Linked DNA regions of Hordeum vulgare: region 2 is linked to region 1. A link is a contact called in public Hi-C data. All regions are on one chromosome and are shown on one strand. The core of a region is the stretch at or near the end of the contact, and the rest is flanking DNA. Distances in the headings are between cores, read along the strand shown. Region 1 holds the start of LOC123402276. Region 2 holds the start of LOC123401165 (zinc finger CCCH domain-containing protein 17).

Region 1 (6,832 bases), core at 4,178-6,677:
TTTCCAGGATCTTTCCTGGCTCTTCTAACCTGTTCCGGAGATCTTTAATTCTTTTCAGTTATGATGTAAGAATGATTTCCATCTTCAAGGTCTATCTGAATTATTATTTTTCTCATCATGGGCTCAACCTTTCATTCTTCATTATTCCGGAGTGTCTTAGTAATTCTTGATGGTGCTTCTTGCCATCATTCTCGGTGTGAAGACAAAAGGAGTCTTTCTCTTAAATCTTGTCCAGTCTTTTGAAGATTGTCATCTAAGCTTGTGTCTCTTTCAATTGGTTTCGATCATGAGAAATTCTTGCCTTATCTATCCGGTGGATTTTAGTGTTGTGTTCATTTCTCGATCCTTCAAAGACCATCATTTCAGAAGACTTCTTCATTCTCAACTTTCAGCTTTCGTTCTCAAATTCTTATTAGTTGTTGTCTCTTCGTTCGTCTCTCAATTATTCCGGTGCCTCATTCAAGTTTTCTGTTAGGCGGCTCAAGATCTCTTATTCTCAAGGTGTTCTTCAAGATTCTTGTGGTAGTAGTTGTCATTTTCTTCTTCGTTCTTTCTTTCCAAGGTCTAGTTTCTATTATTTGTAACGGAGGCCTTGTGATGTTGCTCTCTTCAACCTATCATTTCGTCTTTTCAAGATTATATTGTTTCCTTGCTTATCAATTTAGTTTGTTTGTTGTGAATCTTGTCTAGTTATTTCTATCTTATCAAATTTTGTCCTCTTTTCCTACCGAAGTGCTGGCGAAGTTTTCTGTGAATTCTTGCTTGTTTCTCATATCATTCTTCATCTCTTTGTAACCATCAAGGATCGTTGGTTTCACTCGTTTGTCAAAGAAGCGACTAAGTTTTACCTTTTGCTCTTTCACTTCCTCTTCCCCTCTTCATTCTTAGATCTCGAGGGTAGATCTCTTGTTAGTGTAGGAGAGTTGTGACAGCCCGAGACCGACGCTCCAGAAGATTCCCCTCTTTTCCGTTGTCGTCGTGTTATTATTTTGTTTGTCGCATTGATCATCGGATCATTCGCATCATCAACATTGCATGGGCACTCCATTGCCGCCAGTTTTCGAAACCTGCATCTGTTATTAGTTGCCAGTTCCCTCCGTGTTCGTCGATGTGCGTTTTGAGACCGACCACACACGCACGCGCTTGCGGCATCGGAAAAACCTTGTTTTTAAAATTTTGTATAAAACTTTCTCTGATTCGGTTGAAACTTGTTGTGCAGTTTTATTTACAAATAGGTAGGCCGCCTGCCAACTTTCGTCGCAATCGGAGTCTGTTTGGTACCCGAACGGTCAACCGTAGCGACGCCGTCATTGGTTTATCGGCGGCCGGGTTTTCGGTGTTCTAAAAATATCATGTCGATTTCCCATTTCCCTCTCATCCCTACATAGCCTATCTACACAGCCATTAGAGCCAACTAGCCACTTCCTCCATTCGTGGTCGTCGGATAGCGATCGGACAAACGAGGTCAACCCCACCATAGCCCAACCATATATAAGAACCACTCCATGGTGGAGCTCTCTCACTCCACTAGGGTTTCCCTCTAGCCATTTTTGCAGCCACCCCCCTAGAAGACCCCACCTGCAAGCTCAAACCCTCCAGATCCCGCAACCCTAGCCTCCCCAGCCATTTTCAGCCCTGAGATCTTAGATCTGGGGCTCAAATCGCCCAAAAACTACACCAACCAGACACGTCCGCGGTCAAACCGGACATGTCCGGGTGACCGCAGACTCCCAGCACCCATGGAGGAGCCCGAGTTGCCAGATCTCTCGCATCCCGCGCCTCCTGCCGCAGCATGCCCGAGCCGGCCACTGGAGCCTCGCCCATCTGCCGCCGCATCGGAGCTCGCCGGTCACCGGGCCACTCTGCCTCGCTGGATCCCATCCCGTGCCGCCGCCCTATGCAGCCGCCGCCCTCTACGCCCCGCTGGTGGATCTCCTTGCCCCGGTACCGCCTCGAGCCGCCTCCGTTGGGAACGGATCCATCTCGGCTGGATCTGCCTCGCCCTTGCCCCGTCTGTGCCGGATCTGCCTCGCCCTTGCCCCGTCCGTGCAGGATCCGCATAGAGACGGCTGAATTTCGCCTCATCGCCAGGTTCCGTCGCCTCCCTGCGCTCGGGAGCAGAGGAGCATGATGAGCGCTCGCCTCGTGTTGACCCCGCGCGTGGGCCGGTCCAGCAACCACCGCCGCGACCTAGGCCTGCAGCCTCCCCTGGGCCAGCGTCCAGGCCGACCCATCTCCAGCCTTCACAAACTGAGCTAAAGCCCATGGGTGAGCCTCTCCTCAGCCTATTCCTCTCCTTGTGCGACGTGTTACTATGTTGCGCCCGATGCACTATTTAGATTCGGCCCATAGCATTTAGTATTTTTTTCCTACGTTCTTAGTATTTTCAAAATTAGGTCCAATTTTCAAACGATCGTAGGTATTAAACGTGCGTCGGATCGCGGCAATTTATATATGTATCTTGTGTAGTTTTGCGCGTAGTACAATATTTTGCAACTTGCATGCGTGTTTGGAGTAGTTTAAACTGTCGTTTGCCTAGATTTACGTGTTGTCCTATTAGGGTTAATATCCCGTAGATAATTTTGCGCGTGTCCGGATTGTTCAAATCCCATAGATAAATGTTCATGTTGTTTGTAGCCCCTTGCATGTATTTTAGAAATAGTTGTCTCGCTATTTTCATGTAGGTGGCATCAATACTTTGTTATGTCGTGCTTAGGACATATCCTCACATATTTGTGTGGCGTTAGTTTTATTTTTCAACCCCACATATTATATATGTTTTTGAAGTAGAAAAATCCATAGAATTCAATTGTGCATTTGGTTTTGACTTTCGAGTAAGTTTGTGTGCATGATATTTTTGCCATGTTGCCCTCTTGTTTATTTTGTGAGATTTATCCCGTGGGTGATATGCATGAGTTGTGAACTAGAGATATGCCCTTGGATATGTATGCTAGCCCCTGGTAATTTTGGTTGCAATAGAAATCCATGTTTAGGTGTTGTTTGCTTGTTGCCAACATGCTAGAAAATAGTGTTGTTTTGGAGATGCTGAAATATTTCTAAGTCTGAGATCTGTAATATTTTGTTGATGTGTTGCTATGAGTTTGGCTAGTGATCTACAGCTCCTTTGAGGTTCGTGCAATGGAGTTATTTGTAGTGCATAAGATTCTATAGCATGCTGTAAATTTTCATGTCATTCGGTGCCCTGTAGCATATAGTTTTGCTGCTGTCAATATGCCTTCAGATCGTAAACTGCATTGTCAATAGTGTTATTTTCACTAAGTCTGAAACTGTGTGCGAGATGCCATTTTGTGAGTTCTTTTCCTGGTGTTCCATGCTGCCATGCTAGATGTTATTAGTAGTATGTTGTAGTGCATCTTGTCCTCTATCGTCTGATGTCTTGTTTGAGCATTTTAGAGTTAAGTAGCTTGCTATTTTAGGGTGTAGAATATGCCATGTTGCTGTATTGCGTAGATTGTAGCTATTTCTTGTTTAGCTTGTATTTGTTGAACCGTTTCTCTGTTTTGATCGTGTCTTATATGAAACTTGCTTAGAATCTCGTGTAGGTTCTTATTTTCTTGCTGCTTGCATGTTTTGGAGTGCTTGTGACTGTCATAGCATACATATTGCATTCATGACATCATATCTTGCAGTGTTCGTACCTTTTGAACCGTAGCTCCGTTGGAGATGTTCCATATATGTAAATGGACTAGGACGACGTGTAGTTTCACATGAATCCCTTGGTTTTGACGTTTAACAAACATAAAATGTGATTAGGAAAAATCTGGACAGATTTAGAAAGTAACACATGGGGTCATTTCGGAGATGCTATATAATGTTTCCGACCTTATTTAAAAAGCCTAGATTGGTAGATTAATTACGCTTCACCTCTTTCCATGTTTAACAACATTTAATATTGCCGTGTATGTAAACCAGAGTGAACTAAATAATTCGTATGTGGAGCTTCGTCAATATGCAACTCGTTGCATATTGAGCTTCACTTAATGTGTAGTGTTTGATTGTTGTGAATTGCCATGGCATGCCTTGCATTAGACTGATCATGCATCATATGTGTTGTGCATTATGTCGTGCATGTGCCGTGGTGAATATCGTGTGTTGATCCTTGTTTCCGGCTTGCTTCGTCTCGATAGAGTTCCGACCGCTTCGGAGTGTGAGGGTCCGTTTGACTACGTCGGCTCGTCTCCTTCACGGAGTGGTTCTTCTTACAAGCGGGATCTCAGGCAAGATGACCATTTTCCTAGATACCATTACTATCATTGCCATGCTAGTTGTTTCGTTTCTATCGCTATGTCTCGTTGCCTACCACCTGTTAAATATCAGCATCTCAACATTGCCATGAAAACCTTCAACCTGTTCACAACCTAGCAAACCACTGATTGGCTATGTTACCGCCATTGCAATAATGTTTGCGCAAGCACCATCGCTAAGTCTGGAAGTTAGTTTAGGAGAGGATGTAGATTGTGGTCTGCATCGAGACATCTGAAATATGGTGGATCATGTGTTGGGTTCGTGGTTCATGGTTGTCTGGGATGGTTTCCTCGACGACGTCTTAGTCGTGGATGGATGCCGAATCTGGAGTCCGATGGCTTGTCTGGGGTGTTGCCCAAGTCTAATTCGTTCAACGACAATGGCTTTGCCTTGGGTGAACTGCATATCAGCGACAATGGCTTTGTCTGGGGCTTTGCCATCTTGGAGGTCCGCAAAGCTGCATATCAGCGATGTAGCCGCATCGAACTCGGGTGAGGATGTGATCCGTCATTATTTACTTTGATGGCTGTTGTGGTGGTGTCAGAGGGAGGTGATGTGCGATGGTGTCAAGCTCAAGGGATTCTTTGGTCTTGCTTATAATTTTCTTTCTTACACTAGTGTTCCTTTATGCAAAGGTCAACGTTCTCGTGTCTTTTCAGTTTTATCAAGTCAGTGTACACATGACATGACTTGTAAACCTAAAACTTCAAATATCACTATCAATGAATGCCCGAACAATTCTAAGCTAACATATGCACCATACTATGATTCTTTTGATATAAATGACACACGTTACCATGCAAAGAGAAAACTCTGAAGTTTTACATGTACTTTGCATCCAACCAGAACCTAACAAGGGATAGCGAATCATACCGTGGTTGGATAGTTATGAGGACAGTGATATCCCTAACCCATCAGGGTTCTAATCCCGATACTTGCATTCTCTTTGAATTTCATTTCAGTATTTTGAACGATGTCCGTCCAGCGAGAGAAGACGTTTCCGTCGACTATGTGGTATGTGTAATGACTTCAGTCTTAAAACGATATTCTAGATTAGTCTGTTAAGGATGTTCATGGGATGATAGCACGCGTGTGTTCATATAAAAAAATTGAATGTGCATATCTATACTGTGTTTAAAAAAAAAGACTAATAAGCGATAAGGTTTCCGTAGGTCCATCGCACAGCCACAAGTCCGGGTCCCTCTTCTTCATCGCTGCAGCTGCGCAGACTCCAAATGGCAAGGCCAGGCGGTATCAGCACCTCCTCGTGGAGCCTTCCAGGCCCAGCCCTGCAAAAGCTCGCTAACCCCAGGAAACCATGCGCCTCCGGTTCACGGGCAAGACCTTTACATCCGCGACCCAGCGGCAAACACGCGGTCTCGGCGGCATCCACCGGCCAAGGCGAGCAGCAACCTGCCCCTACCGTCGCGGCGCCGCGGGCTCGGCCCGATGCCGACACGTTCAGCGTCGAGTTCCTAACGCGCGAAGGCTGCCGGCTCGGCATCTCCCGGTACCCGGACTTCGCTTACAACGCACAGGGCGGCCGCGGCGTGGGCGCCGGGCGTGTCGCGAGCGGCGCGGCGGATGGCACGATACTCGTCGATTTTGACGTGTCGAGCCTGTACATCCCGGCGATGTCCGGCGCCACCACCAGGTTCCTAGGGCTGCCGCTGCCGCCGTTCCTCAAGATCGACATCTTGCCCGAGGCTCTGCGCGGGAGCATCGATCGGAAAACTGGTCAGGTAACCTTTGCACTGCGTCCATGTGTTGTTACTTGTTACCAGTCCATATAAGAGCATCTTCACCATGCGCCCAATGCGCGGCCGTACAAAAAATCAGTCTAAAGCGTACACATATTTAATTTTAACGCCCCGGTGAACGCTAACTTCAACGAAAACCGTAAAATTTGACGCGCGTTGCATTACAGCAGACGCGCAAAAACTTAACTCTTGCAACATGCATTTTTAATCAAACATAGACAATTCAGACGATACATAGCATAATTTTAAAACAATACAAGCATAGTTTTTAAACGATACATATCATAGATAGCCTAGATAGATAGAAAACGATGAAAAATGATAAAAAAATACATAGCATAGACAGATAGTCTAGATAGATAGAAGTCTACTTCTCGTCATCCTCGGACTCCGACGCGTCGGTGTTCAATTCCTCCATCGTGATGAAGGTGTCAACCGAGTGTTCATCATCGAAGAATCAAATCGACGATTCCTTCAGGTCCATCTAAAAGAATGCGACTTGCTTCCGCTTATGCCTATCTTCGCGGTAGGCGGCTTACTCCGCCCTCCGTTGCACGAAGAATTCACGTTCTTTGAGGACGTCATGCGAGAACTGTCGGCGCCACTTCGCCTTGGCATGCTTGTCCATCTCTGCAATGCTGAGGCGGCGCTGCTGCCTCCGGTTTCGACGACGGTCCTCTTCGATGACAACCGTGGACGAGGCACGAGGTTCTGTGCCCACTCCATCGTCATCACCTTGGGAAAACTCATCTTCCTACGAGGCTTGTTGAGGCATCATGTTGCCGCATCATACGCGCGGGCGGCAT
Region 2 (7,108 bases), core at 1,639-4,138, 180 kb before region 1:
AGGAGCGTAAACAAGATCTTATAAGATTATTAATTGTACTGTATATTGCTGATGAGGCAGGACATAAATAAGTAAGAACAGCGCTACACATAAAAAAGGGTCAAGAAAGGACGAATCGGAAGTTAACAGGAAAGGTTGTGACAAAACCAAACTGCAATCACACAACATGACAACTGTATAAGAGTGTCGGAGCACATACATTCTCCTCTTTGTGTGTATATGTTACTTCTAAGTTTCCACTTTCTGTAGCTGCCCAGACCTAAGAAAAATAGAACTTAGAAGTATGAATTGATTGAAAAGGATAAATATGTAATTGGAATGTAAGAACAAATCATTCGATAACAAGGAGACAAGGATTGAGACTAACTTTTATTGTTTGATCCAAAGAACAAGATAACAGAAACTGATCCCAGCATAGTAGAGACATAACTACATTCGTATGATCAGAAAGAGTCTGTATGCACTGCAACGTTGCTAGATCCCATACCTGAAATATTTGTCATTTTCTTAATAATATTTGTAGAATGGGAGTATACCAAAACGACAACATGTCTGATCTTAATTGAACAATGTAATGCTAAAGTACCATCTGTCGCGTGAAGCAAAATAAGTCCAGGTGACTGAAAATTATGCACATTAACAAACAAGAGATACTTCATGTTGAAACAAGATTGGGGATACCAAAATTACTATGAGAACTTCAACAGCAACAGTGAAATAACAGAGTTTCCATAGCATCAGAATTCATACACCATTTGTAAGTGTTACAGCAGTGAGGTATTTTATTTTATTTGTTGGGATTGGAGGCTTTCCACTACGGTAGATGATATATTTATTTTTCAAAATACCTGTTATAAATGTTCCACATGTTGGTTGAGATATCACCATAAAATGTACATGTAAACTCACAGTAAGTTATTGAAGTTAGCACCCACTCTAAAATCTAAAGTTATATGTGATGCAGGCCTGCAACACCCATAGTAACAGTGCCTAACCTGATGCAGATCTGCACAACCATTAGGTGCCAGCTTTGCTTGTATAGTTGCATTTATTTTGACTACACAGTAGCACAATTCTAAGGCATCATCTGTTTTACAGCTGACTCGTATCTCCAGATGAACTAATTACCAATATGCCTACCTCTTAAATTGATGACAAAAGTCAGAAGTGTATAACTATGTACAATACATGGGCCTACTTTGCTTGTGCATTGTAAACTTCCATGATCCACCATTAGAAGAAACAGAGAGTATAAAACAGATGTTGACCTAAAGTGATGGAAGTGTTACTACAAGCTAACAGAAATTCATGATCTGATGCATGCATCAAATCCTACTACATCAAGTGTATCTAAGAATGTGTGAACAACAGTGCACAAATTCTCAATCCTTACTCTAATGGTTTTATCCATTGAGCCAGAGTAAAGTCTCATGCCTCCTACTATTAACGAAACAACAGCAAGCTGGTGCCCGGTAAGAGAAGCAGCTGGCTCAAAACAATTTGTCACGGCGCTAAATCTCCATGCCAAAATCCTTCCATCCTACACCAAGTGTAATACGAGAGAATACATCATTAACAAAAAATATATTTGCCAAGACAAATGTTAGATCCAACGACAAGACAAAAGGAAGGAAGTTTACCTGTGTTGCCGCAAAGAGTAGCTCATTGCCAACTGCAAGTGCATAGACTTGTCCAGTCGGCCCGGTAAGGTTCATTTCTGCTTGAGTTTGCATATTCCAAACCTGCAGCGACAGTTCATACAGTCAGACACACATGTGGGACAGCAATAGCATTGGGTTAAAATCCCAAATCTCAAGCACCATTTCCTACCTTCACAGCATCAGGTATTCCAACAAACACCCATGGCCCCTCGCTGATCATGCACCCAACCTCACCCCCCACGGGGAGGACACCAGCACACTATCACACACCATATAGAAAACAAAGGTACTGAAAATTGTCATACAGAACACACAATCCTTCCAAGGATACAATTCAATGATGCCTCGGCTACCTGTCCAGTTTGACAATCCCAAAGGCGCACCGTTCCATCCTTACTCCCAGAATACAGCTTGTCTGACCCAGCAGGCAGTGCGATCCCTGTCACAACCTGAAGGAACGCACAGCATTTGATCAGCGACGTTTCGAATTTTACTAGACGGTCTTATCTGTAGATGAAGTACCTTCTCGTGGCCCTGGAGAGGGGTGAGCAGCGTGATGCTATTGCTCATGCAATATGTGTGGGGGTAGCGGCACTTCTCGCCGTAGGTGCAGTCTCCGGCGAGGAAGAACTTGCAGGGCCGGTCGGGCACCTTGTGCCTCACGCCACCGTCTGCACCTCCGGGGCCCCTCCCCCATTTGTTGTAGCCACCGCCGCCGCCGCGCCCCCCTCCTCCTGAGTTGGGGTTACGCCAGACGTGCCCACCAGGGCCATCCCTTTGGTTCGGGCGCTTGGTGGTGGCCGCCTCAGGGAGCTCGCTGTGGAGGAAGGGGCAGGGGAAGCGATTGCATCGCCCAGCGCGCCAATGGATGCAGACCTTGGTAGAGGAAGACGAAGAGGCGGCGCCGGGCGCCGGTCCGAGGCGGTTGTGCACGCGCTTGTTGCCGAAGCGGCCGTCGGCCTCGAAGTCCATGGGCGTCGCCTAGGGTTTGTTGGGCTCGGGAGGCGGCGCGGGCAGAGGAGGAAGTAGTCAGATGGTATTCGGGGTTTGACGGGAGCAGCGGCGGGGATGTTGAATTTATTTAGGAGGTAGGGTCGCGTGGAAGCGACGCGGCGAGGGCTCGCCGGAATGGATGGGGAGATCCGGATCGGAGCGGGGAGAGGAGGCGCTTACGGTGGCCCTGCTTTCCCCTTGGTCGGGTTTAGCTCGCGGGCGGAAGGTTGGGCCGGCTCCGGTTAATACAACGTGGCCGGTGCCCCGCAGGCTGGCAGACGCCGACGAAGCGAACCGCCTGATGGAAGTACATACACCATTTCGTTATGTACTCCCTCGGTAAACTATAAAAGTATTTAAAACACTATTTTAGTGATCTAAACATTTTTATATTAATTTACAAAGAAAGTATAAAGTAATACAAATGTCCGTGCGTTGCATTGGGCGAAATATTAAATATAATTTTCTTTATATGTTATTATGCAATATTATTTTAATCTAATTTTTGCAAGCATTAAAAGTAAGGTTACATTGAGTATTTCTTTTAGCCATGAAATTCGATTTTACTTATACAAACATTATAAAATAGGATCATCAGAATGATTATAATTTTAAATAAGTCCGGATAATTTTTTGTATAAATTATAAACAAATATTCATGAATGCGCTAGTGTTGGAGCACGTAGACATGCTCCTTAAAAATGATCTTGTAGTTCCCTATACTAACTCATGCTCCTTAAAAATGATCTTGTAGTTCCCTATACTAACTTTGAAGTTGACGGTTGGATTGTTCTGTAGTAACACTAAGTGATAAATTTAAGAAAGAGTTGGACATGGGAGACGGCGGGAGCTCGACTTTTATGAGCCGCCTAGTGTCCCATGTCCTATTCTACCTCGCTGACGGCCGGACGGACACTACGAAGGGCATATCTAGCCGTCGGGCATGGACACGACGGACCCGAACGAACCCCGCTTAATATTAGATTTATGTTGCATGTAATAATATAGATTTAAGGTTTCTAATTTAAAGTATCCGGTTATAGAACTCGTTATTTGAGGCTTAACTGATCAACGTCCGCAGATGCGTCCAGACGTTTCCATGAAAGTTAAAGAGGTCAGATTTGTTAAGTCCGGTTATAGATGCTCTATGAGGCGGTACAATCAAATAATTATAATGAACTAATGTGAAAAGGAACATCTAGCAAATAATAGTTTGTTGGAACGTCACGAACAACCGCATATAAATCCAACGGGGATGAGCACCGAAGTATCCAACAGCTTCGAGTCTGTGTACATCTACCAACAACTATTGATCAAAAAATAGCAATAGGCACTAAATCTCCACCGAGCTGCGCACTGCATGACCCTTATCCAAAACATCACCATTCCTCGTGCTGCTACATAGAAGAGGAGACAAGCGTTGATGCCTGGTCGTGCTCCTCACAACAGCCGCTCGTGCTGCACCCAAGAAGCACTCCAGTACTTAGTGCCCGACCGCGGTGGCAGCCACTGCCGGGATCCGTCCCTCCGTGCATCCCCACACCAGCACGCCGGCAAATCACCCACTGCACAACCATGGCGGGGCGGCCTGTTCAAAGCCGTCATCGATGTGCGCCTCTGCTGGGAGCCTGGTCATGGGTGCCACCATCTGGGAGTAGCAGCATCGGGGCCAAGCCGGTGTCCGGTAGCACTTCCCCCGCGGTGCGCGCTGAAGGCCACGGCTCGGGGCCAAGCCGGTCTTCGGTAGCACTTCCCCCGCGGTGCGCGCTGAAAGCCACGGCTGCACCATGAATGTCGCCTCCATTGCGGACTGGTGCGTTGCAGAACGCCTTGCCATCAATGGGACATCGCGTCGCGGAGCGAATTGAGCGACCACGCTAGCAGGAGCCGAGAAGGTCGCGGCCGCGAGCTCTGTCGTCCGTCGTCGCCTCCTAAAAAGGAGCGACCTTCATGCTCTGTTTCGCACGCGTTGCCGCTTCTCTGACTCGTCTCATCCTGGCAAGATTCTACCCTCTCCCCATCTCTCACCATCGCGAACTCTGGATCCGGCGCCCCCAACCTTGACAGCCTTCCATGCGCCTCTCAGAGCCTCCTTCGCCCGGATCCGTCTGTTGGCAGCCATCTATCGTCGTTCTCCGGGGTCAAAGCCGTTGTGCCATCCAGATTGTCGCGTCGTTGTTCTGGAGGTCCGGCTCCGGCGACCGCCCCTCTCCGGCTCACACGCACACTCTCTCTCTCTCTCTCTCAGTCCCCCCTTCATCGGGCCGACTCTCTCGGCCCTCTCTCCCCTGCCGTGAGCCTTCGGCCATCCCCTCCACCTCCGGCCCTCTCGGTCTCTCCTGCACGAGCCCCCTCTAGGCGCTCTGCCTTCGGCCTACCCGCCCCCCTGTAAGCGCACAACGCCCACTGGCCTCCTAGTCGTGAAGCCTCATGCAACACGCTCGCCGACGAGCCGAGCAGAAGTTATTCCCCTTTCCACCTTCTCTGCCACTAGAGAAGATAGAACAAAGGAGTGCGGGTGGAATTCTCACAAGATGCATGGGTTAATTTGCAAAACGGAAATGTTTTCTCAGATACCACTTAAACAAGGACTGTGGGTTAAACACCTAAAATCTCAAGTGCCTTTTTGCAAAACTACCTTGACGACGTACGGCAGAAGTAGTAGCTGCTTTATTATTAGGGAGAGATGAAAAAGAAAATTTTCGGTTTTGATAGACACGTTTTCCTCCTGTTATATATACTTATAAAGCAACCATGGCAGACAGTGCATATAACCGAACAATATAAGGTGGTGAAGAAGAGAACGGACGTTTCCAGGCCGAGCTCCATGGAAATCGAAATTAAAAAAAATCAATTTTTTATTTCAAAAAAATCTAAAAAAATATGCAAGTAAAGAAGAATATTATGTATATGTGTGTAAATTTTTAGGATGAAATACCTTAAAATACAATCTGCACAAAAAAGACAAATTCATGGTCTGAGACGATGAATAGTATCATGTGTTAAAAAAATCAAATTTGTCTTTTTGTACAGGCCTTATTTTAACGTATGTTTTCTGTAAATTTACACACATATGTGTTACGCCGTCACTTATCTCTGTATTTATTCAGATTTTTTTAAAATATAAAAATATGAATTTTTTTGAATTTTGGATTTCATATTTAAAGGTCATCATGGAGGTTGAGCTCCAAAAGCAATTTTCCACATGAAGAACCCTTATACAAGCCGATTTCAGAAATCAAACCATGCAGAACACACACGACTACACTACTAAAAGAGAGCGCGTGAAGAACTGAATACAACGCCACACAAAGCCCTAATGACATCTCCAATGACGACCCGCAAACCGTTCACATTCGTCGTGCGGTCCAGACATGTTGTGTCATCCAACACAGGCTTCTATCGGTCTGCACGGCAGTCCAGACGCACTTTCTCCCGCAAACAAAAGACATACGTGGGGGGCTTTGCGGGGGTCCGGACAACACCCACTCCCGCTTCTGACCGCTCTGGCCCACCCAAATCCCCTCCTCCTCGCCTCGTGCGTTATGTTTGGTGCCAGTTGCCCGCATTCGTGTTGATGTAGAGCACGCCGCTCCTATAGGATCAAAAGTATGTCTAGGAGGATAGTTAGACTACTTGACCAAACTAAAACTTAACATTTTCCTAAATTTACCAGGTGACAAGTTTTAGCGATTCTACTAAGTCTAGCACACCCTACACATGCAAGACTATGAATATAGCAGCGGAAAGTAATGACATTGCAAGTGTAAGTAAATGAGGGTAAGGAAGATCAAGCGAATGAAGACACATAGATTTTTGACATGGTTCCGATAGATAGTGCTATCGTACGTCCACGTTGATGAAGCCTTCAACCCATTAAGGGTAACGGCTCTACGAGTCCACGGAAGGCTCCAGCTACAAACGGTCCACGAAGAAGCAACTTTGTCTATGCCATCATGGCTTACGTCCGTGAAGGACTAGCCTCACTCGGGGTAGATATTCACAAGGTAGATGATCTCCTTGTCCTTACAAACTTCTTGGTTCAACTCCACATGATTTGGAGGCACCCAAGCGACACCTAACCAATCTAGAAGACAACACTCTCCAAAAGGTAATACATGGTGTAGGAATGATGAACTCATTGCTCTTATGCTTTAAAAATAGTCTACTCAACACTCATTCACTCTCTCGTAGAATTTGGATTGGTAGAAGAGGATGATTGGGTGGTAAGCAACTTGGGGAGGCTAGAAATCAACATTCATATTATTAAAATGGAATATCTTGATCGCAACACATGAGTAGGTGGTTCTCTCTCAGAAAATGAATGATGGAAGTGTGAACATTTTCTGAGCGCTCTCTCCTCAAAAGATAGGGGGTGGGTGGTATTTATAGCCATCTCCGAAAATCCAACTGTTACAACATTGCTGCCCAACTCGATGAGACCAAAATAAAAA

The links. Hi-C and Micro-C count contacts between places; a contact is called where the count stands out from the background.
Region 2: a contact with region 1 is called in a Hi-C map of seedling, with 5 times the contacts expected there. The contact joins the promoter of LOC123401165 here to the promoter of LOC123402276 in region 1. A contact is called at or near these places in 2 of 6 Hi-C or Micro-C datasets (leaf and seedling).

What each region holds. Positions count from the first base shown.
Region 1 is chr6H:439,929,762-439,936,593 of MorexV3_pseudomolecules_assembly, reverse strand. It overlaps LOC123402276, which reads left to right and starts at 5,427. Exons shown (of 2, transcript XM_045096177.1): 1 at 5,427-6,008. The coding sequence starts at 5,502.
Region 2 is chr6H:440,110,219-440,117,326 of MorexV3_pseudomolecules_assembly, reverse strand. It overlaps LOC123401165 (zinc finger CCCH domain-containing protein 17), which reads right to left and starts at 2,888. Exons shown (of 9, transcript XM_045094896.1): 1 at 2,184-2,888; 2 at 2,015-2,110; 3 at 1,831-1,920; 4 at 1,641-1,742; 5 at 1,394-1,540; 6 at 368-487; 7 at 200-259. The coding sequence starts at 2,633.